2 separate regions of the Mus musculus genome follow, and region 1 is linked to region 2. The links are chromatin contacts, called in public promoter capture Hi-C maps. All regions are on one chromosome and are shown on one strand. The core of a region is the stretch at or near the end of the contact, and the rest is flanking DNA. Distances in the headings are between cores, read along the strand shown.

Region 1 (3,814 bases), core at 1,131-3,630, 1.0 Mb after region 2:
GGTCTTGAATGTCCAGAGACATGTGATAATAACTGAGACTTGGGGACAGAGTTCGGAAAACCTTTTTGATTATTTACTTCCTTTGTGACTCAAAAAGACCATAAGGAAAATAAAATTAAAAAATAAATAAATAAATAAAAACAAAACAAAACAAAAGGCCATAAGGCCAAAGACTTCCAATGATGTTTTAAATGTGACTTAATTTTGGTTACTAAAGTTGAAAATTCTTAAGCTTTCTAAATGGTATTAGTATATATAAATGGGTCAATGTAGATTGACTTGAAGTTAATTCCTTATTAACGTGGTTGTGTATAAACTCTCTTTGTCTTTTTTTGTTTGTTAGTTTTGAGACAGGGTTTCTCTGTACAGCCCTGGCTGTCCTGGAACTCACTCTGTAGACCAGGCTGGCTTCAAACTCAGAAATCTGCCTGCCTCTGCCTCCCAAGTGCTGGGATTAAAGGCGTGCGCCACCACCGCCTGCTGTGTACAAACTCTCAAAGGTCCTCTGTCAGTGCTCTTAGCCGCTAAGCCATCTCTCTGGCCCCTAAAGGCAGCATGCCAACAGGAAGAGGCACAGCTGAATTTGAGTGCGATTTTTAGTGCTCTCTCAGGTTTTATTTTTACTGATATTATAGAATCATGGTCTTTTTTTTTTTTAAGTTTGATTTTTATTTATACAAGTACACTGTCGCTGTCTTCAGACACACACCACAAGAGAGCATCAGATCCCATTATAGATGGTTGTGAAGCCACCGTGTGGTTGTTGGGAATTGAACCCTGGTCCTCTGGAAGAGCAGTCAGTGCTCTTAACCTCTGAGCCATCTCTCCAGCCCTAGGGTCATAGTTTTAATGTAATATGCTCTTATTTTAGGTTTCAGTAAAAATATCTGGAATAAATGAATATTCACATATTAAATACAAGCATTTTTAAAACCACATATTACTAACTTACTTATTCTGTGCTATAACCACCATTGCCTTGAGCTTATTCACAATTTAACTTTTTGAGAGTCATTATGACATGAACAGAGAACATGTAAACTTATAAACTCTTGTTTATTCCAATTTTCTTTCCTTAGATTCTCTAAATTGTCAGTGAACATGGTTAGTTTTTTCTTCTTCTTTTCTACGGTACTAGGGGTTGAAGTTAGGGCTTCACACACGTTAGATAAACGTTCCACCGCTGAACCACATCCTCAGCCCAGTGAACAGCTCTTCAATGCCTTTGGGACCTTAGTATGCTTTTCATGGGGAATGCCCTGCACTGTGAAATCTGATTATGTGGAGCCAATTCAGACCGAATGATGATTTCTTGATTTTCTGTCTAAAGTTCAACCATTGAATATCTAAGTCCCTTTCTGCAGACATCTTCCAGGTCTGTCTTCACGGGTTGGCACATCCTCCAGGTTTATATCACAGTCACTAAAACGTAAACTCCCTACAACGCTACAGACCTACAGAATTGGTTGGGGTTTATTTTGTTTTGTTTGTTATCTATCTGCCTTTCCTTTTACCTCGGGCTATCCTTTTTGAGGACTAAACTTCCCTGCACTGGAAACCTCTATTCCCTGTTAATGAGTTCCCTGAAAAGAGGTACTCAGCAGCTGGAGCAGAGAGGAATATCGTCAGGGGCAGCAGGAGCGGAGACAGGGGAATATCATCAGGGGCAGCAGGGGCGGAGACAGGGGAATATCGTCAAGGCCCGGGCAGTGCTTGGCAGATGTAGTATGAGTATGACGGACAGTGGGCTCTGGCTTTGTGGATTTGAATTGATTGATCTCTAGCTCCCCTCATTTACTCCTAGCTGCACGTATGTTCTTTTTGCGGGGAAGAGAAGAAGGCTCTAACCCTGATAAAGATTTCCCTTACTGTGCAGCAACCAAGATTTGGGCAGATATGTATGACATCAATAGATTCCTTTAGTCTAGGCCCTGTACAGTCCAATGCTTTTTAAATTCGACTGCTCTTGAATCTTTATAGAGTTCTAGGCTGAGTAAGTAGGCAGTGTGCCAAGAGCTTTACTGTGTGACCTACATATAATACAGTAATCACCGTCCCCTCCCCCAGCCCCTCTTGCTGCTCCATTTCAGTGTAAGGACAACAGTAGATAATCCGACCCAGTCTGGTAGGACTGGTCCGGCACACAGCCAGCCAGTGCTCCCTGACAGCTGAGGGCCGACTCTCTGCTGGTTGTAGTCGGGTTCTGTGTGCCCTACATTGCACACACAGGGCTCGTGGATCCTGACTTCACAGTCCTCCTAGGTTGTGGCGCACCCGGCGGTGGTGTCCCTGCTTTTACGTCCCCGGCAGAGGGCAGCCTAGCGGCGGCGCGGGTTTCCCAGCCGGCGGCTTTAGGGCGCGACACCCGGAAGTGGCGGCTGGAGCGGGAGCGCTGAGTTGTCGGGCGGCGGGACAGCGGCCCGGAATAGGGGGCGGGGGCGTTGGTCATGTTTCCCTTCGGGCCCCACAGCCCGGGCGGGGACGAGACGGCTGGAGCCGAGGAGCCGCCGCCTCTCGGAGGGCCGGCGGCAGCTTCCAGACCGCCCTCTCCAGCTCCGCGACCGGCGTCTCCGCAGCGAGGAGCTGACGCGGCCTCTCCCCCGCCGGTCGCCGGGAGCCCTCGCCTCCCGGGCGGCCCCGCGGTGTCCCCAGCCGAGCGCGCCGGAGAGTTCGCGGCTCCCGGAGCTCTGGAGTTGTCCGCCGCCACCGCGTCGGCGTCGCAGGCAAAGCTGTCACCCTCCTCCTCGCCGCGCAGACGCTCGAGGCCGGACTGGAGGGCGGGCGGGCGGAGCCGGCAGGGCCTCGGCGCAGGCCTGGGCGGCCCCGGGGCCAGACTGTTCGGGTGGCTGAGAGAGCGAAGCCTCGGTCGCGGGCTGTTCGTGGACCCGGCTCGGGACAATTTCCGCACGATGACTAACCTGTATGGGTCCATCCATCCCGCAGACTCGGTGTACCTCAGCACCCGCACCCACGGTGCTGTCTTCAACCTCGAGTACTCTCCGGACGGGTAAGCTCCTACACCCCAGCGGGCTCCCTCCGCTCAGGCTGGCCGCAGCCGCTGGCCTTCGTGCCCCCCGGTACTTTGTCACCTATGAGCCCTGGCCTGGCCTGTTGGGATAGGCAGGCCCAGTGCTTCCCTTCGGGGTCCTGGAGGCTCGGGGAAAGAGAACTACTTTTAAGCCGTCGCTTCAGGTCAGTCGGAGCCAGTACACAACTAGGGCGTTCTGGTACACCAAAACAAATAGGCTTTAAAGAAATGCTCGTCGTTTTCCTGTGATCCTCAGTTGGCTTTGTTCTGATCTGAATTTATGTGAAAGGTAGAAAACTTGCAGACTCTTTGGACCGTGTGCCAGATCCTGCCACGAAGGAGACAAATGAAGGCTTTAGAAAGACACTAAGACTGCAGAAATCCGCTTCTCAGGGTTTGGGCCATTTTGTGGGATAGACTGCATGCTTAGACTGCTAAGATGATTGCTCTTGGTTTACTTCAAGCCATAGGGAATTTTCAGACTACCCCAGGGAAATTTAGTAGTACTCTGTCTTGTGAGTGCACAAGTTTAACAACAAGTTTAAAATACTGCTTGTGGCTCCACGGTAAGATGACATAATAACATTCTTATCACAATATATCAAGACTACATATATATTAAAACATTATAAAACAACCGGTAAACTATATTAAAAGGAGAAGAAAATAGGCTTGAAGGGGGGGAAGCGACTAAGTTAAATCATAATGATGAGGACTCAGCTCTATTTGGAATCTTTCATGGGTATTTACATAAAGATTAAACAAGTATTAGATTTAAAATACAGC
Region 2 (3,536 bases), core at 966-3,465:
ACCATATGGTTGCTGGGATTTGAACTCAGGACCTCTGGAAGAGCAGATAGTGCTCTTAACCACTGAGCCATCTCTCCAGCTCAGGAGGCATTTTCTCAGTTGAAGTTCCCTCTTCCCAGATACCTCTAGTTTGTGTCAAGTTGACAACAATACTAATCAAAACTGGGAGCCAGTGAAATAGTTCCTTTGTAGAAGTGTGTGAGAAGGGGCAGTATGTCATCAATAAATGGTGATGGAACCATTAGCAAACACAAGCTCATCTATGAAATAGGTTTCTAAAAGCCTGCCCTTGGACAGGCTTCATGAAAGAGATTGGGACTCTAAATGTGTCCATTGATACAGGTTCAACAAAATTGCACTAGGGCACGCCCCATGTTGTATTCTGCTTTATGATTATCTGTGGGGAGGGCTCACTAAAAAGCTCTGTACATTGGTACCCTCTGTCTCTTTGGTAGCTACTTTCAAAACCAGACAGTCCATGAAGATGTGAATTAACTGCTGAGTGTCAAATAATTATAAAGATGCAAATACATATGCATCTTTATTTTTTTCTTCCCCATGGTTGTAACTCCTAATATATATATTTTTTGAGACAGGGTTTCTTTTTGTTTGTTTGTTTTTTTTCGAGACAGGGTTTCTCTGTGTAGCCCTGGCTGTCCTGGAACTCACTTTGTAGACCAGGCCGGCCTCGAACTCAGAAATCAGCCTGCCTCTGCCTCCTGAGCGATGGGATTAAAGGTGTGTGCCACCACGCCCGGCTCTAATATTTTTCTGGTTTGGGCTGTCACTACAATTTAACTCATGCAACCTATGTAAGTTTTATAATGACCAAGCTCATGACTAGGTATAATAGGGATGCTATGATGAAAAATACTTCTATTGGCATACTGGGTGTTTATGGCGCATTGAATTTTTCTTTCTTTCTTTTTTCTTTTTCTTTTTTTCCAAAAATCATTTCTGTATTTGTTTGCAGGGAGGGGTAAATGAGGAAGTCAGATTTCTGGGGATTGAATTTAGGTTTTCAGGGCTGGTGGCAAGTATCTTTACCCATGAGCCACATTGCTAGCATCTTGATGGGTAGTTAATTTAGTTCCTAAGGTTTTATAACTTATAGCAACAGATTTTAGTAAGAATTATGAGATGCACAGGGAAAAGTGGCACAATGTTAGAGCTCTTGCTTAGAATAGCCAAGGCCAGGGAGAGCCCTCCCATGAACCAGAAGGGGGAAAAAGATCAGGGGAAAGAGGGGTCAATGGGTAATGGCAATTGGTACCAAGTTGACAGCTTGACTTGATTAGTTAGACCCATTAGGTGGCAAGAGAGAACCAACTCTTGAAAGTTGTCCTCTAACTGCCACAGGTGTGAAGTGACACGTGCCCCCCTTCCCACAAGCACGCACTCGAATAAATGAATGTAATGAAAAATTAAGAACATAAAAAACTTAATTATATGAAAACTTTTTTTTTTTGTTTTGTTTTTGTTTTTCGAGACAGGGTTTCTCTGTGTAGTCCTGGCTGTCCTGGAACTCACTCTGTAGACTAGGCTGGCCTCGAACTCAGAAATCTGCCTGCCTCTGCCTCCAAAGTGCTGGGATTAAAATATGAAAACTTAGCAAGTCAATGTCTTCTGGAAAAAATTTCCTTGTCCCTATGAGATATGCACACTGCAGTTAGTAAAGGCAAACTATTAAAAAAAAAAAAGGAAGTGAAGATGAGAGAGGGTTTTGGGTGGTGTGGGGAGCAAGAAGGGAGAATAAAGTGGATATGATCAACATACATTGTATACGTGTATGAAAGTGTCGAAGAATAATGGTATTTTTAAAAAAATAAAAATATTCTTAAAAAAAAAGAAAGAAGGAGGCAAGGCCTTAAGTCTTCAGTCAGTATCTTTTTTTTTTTTTTAAATTAGGTATTTTCTTCATTTACATTTCCAATGCTATCCCAAAAGTCCCCATACCCTCCCCCCCCCACAACTCCCCTACCCTCCCACTCGCACTTCTTGGCCCTGGCGTTCCCATGTACTGAGGCTTAAGTCAGTATCTTAAAGTCTTCACCATCACCGATCCTGAGCATTTGACATCCTACACATTTAGTATCCCATCAAAAGTTTGAGCCTATCTCGCCCCGCCCCACCATCGCTCCGCCCAGTTTTCTCCCGGCCCCGCCCCACCTCCCTGGGACTGGGCTCCCTTGGGCCCCGCCTCTTCCGGCCCGCGAGGTTTGATTCCTTTGGCGGGCGGAAGCTGCTGGAACTTGAATCCTGCAGAAATTCCCACCGACTTGTTCCGGCTTTGCTAGACTCTGCAGCCGGCTGCTTCACCTTCTGTCCTGTTCGGTCCTGTTCGGTCCTTGCTGGGCCCGCTGCCCTTCAGGTCAGTTCTTCCGTCCTCGGGCCGCACTCTGGGCCTCGTGGGGCGTGGCCGGGAGACGGAGTTTCCCTGGGGTTCCACCCATCAGCACTGTTCTCTGTGAGAACGTCTAGGTTTTTCGACCCTGGCTTTCACAGATGGTGGATGGTAGTTTTTTTTTTTTTTTTTTTTTTTTTTTGTCTCGGGTTCTGAGATGTATCTTGCGTCTTGAACTCACTGGTCTCGAACTCACTTTGTAGCCAAAGTGGTCCTTGAATTCTGGATCCTCCTGCCTTACCTTCCTGAGCGCAGGAGATACAGGCGTGAGCGCTCCCCACTCCCCATTCCCCGCTCAGCGGGTAATTGATAAAGTTTGACAGAGCATTTGACGCCCCGGAGGCTCCCATAATGGGAATTTCCAGTTCTGTTTCAGTGCTTTTGACTGTCTGCAAAAGCGATTCAGAGATGGGCTTTGAGGCACTTACACTTTTCAACTCAGTTTTCTGGGGTATTCCAGTTAAAAGAGAAATGTGTGTAACCCCTTTGTAGAGCCCAAATCCTTCCTCACCTTGCACCTCTAAAGCAAGTGGCCCGAGACTCGTATTGTAAGGACGCCCAGAGGCTATAGCAGTAAATGGAGGAGCCAGGTGGCTCCTGCCAAGAAGGGTGTGGAGGGGAGCAGTTCCCTGCTTCTCATCCCAAGGCAGGAGCTCACACTAAGGTGAGGTAGTGAGTGTTCTAGTCTCACCTTAGGTAGATTTCTGTGGTTAATGGAGGAGGAGGAAGAGAGGGTTTCAGAGGGGTCTGAAACGTTGGCTAGAGAATTTAGTCCCAACTTTTGTTCATGTTTTGGCTTCTGTTTCTTCTTAAACACCTTCGTGGAAACAGTGGCTCTGTCCCTTTTATCTATTATGAACCAACTAGATGGACAGGTTAGTCCCTAAATGCTTTTGGGAATGAATGCCTCTATTGCTGCTCTCAGAAATCTCCGCAAAGGAGCAGAAGGGTGCCGCCACTCAACTGTATTCTAAGGCCAGGTTGTAAGCCATTCTGCACTCTCATCTGAAATGACCAGATCAGTGTCAATGAGCACGAGAGGCAAGTTAATGTGTTTTGTAGTAAGTGATAGCATGGCTCAAATAACACCATACTGGTAGCAAAATACCCTCAGTTTGCCTTTTATGAGGAC

Evidence for each region. Promoter capture Hi-C pulls out the DNA fragments that hold promoters and counts their contacts.
Region 1: a promoter capture Hi-C map of embryonic stem cells shows a contact between it and region 2, with 2.4 times the contacts expected there. The contact joins the promoter of Dcaf10 here to the promoter of Melk in region 2. A contact is called at or near these places in 1 of 39 promoter capture datasets (embryonic stem cells) and 1 of 115 datasets of contacts at active chromatin or transcription factors (large pre-B cells).

The regions. Positions count from the first base shown.
Region 1 is chr4:45,339,721-45,343,534 of GRCm38.p6, forward strand. It overlaps Dcaf10 (DDB1 and CUL4 associated factor 10), which reads left to right and starts at 2,381. Exons shown (of 7, transcript NM_153167.2): 1 at 2,381-3,007. The coding sequence starts at 2,448.
Region 2 is chr4:44,298,702-44,302,237 of GRCm38.p6, forward strand. It overlaps Melk (maternal embryonic leucine zipper kinase), which reads left to right and starts at 2,216. Exons shown (of 18, transcript NM_010790.2): 1 at 2,216-2,371.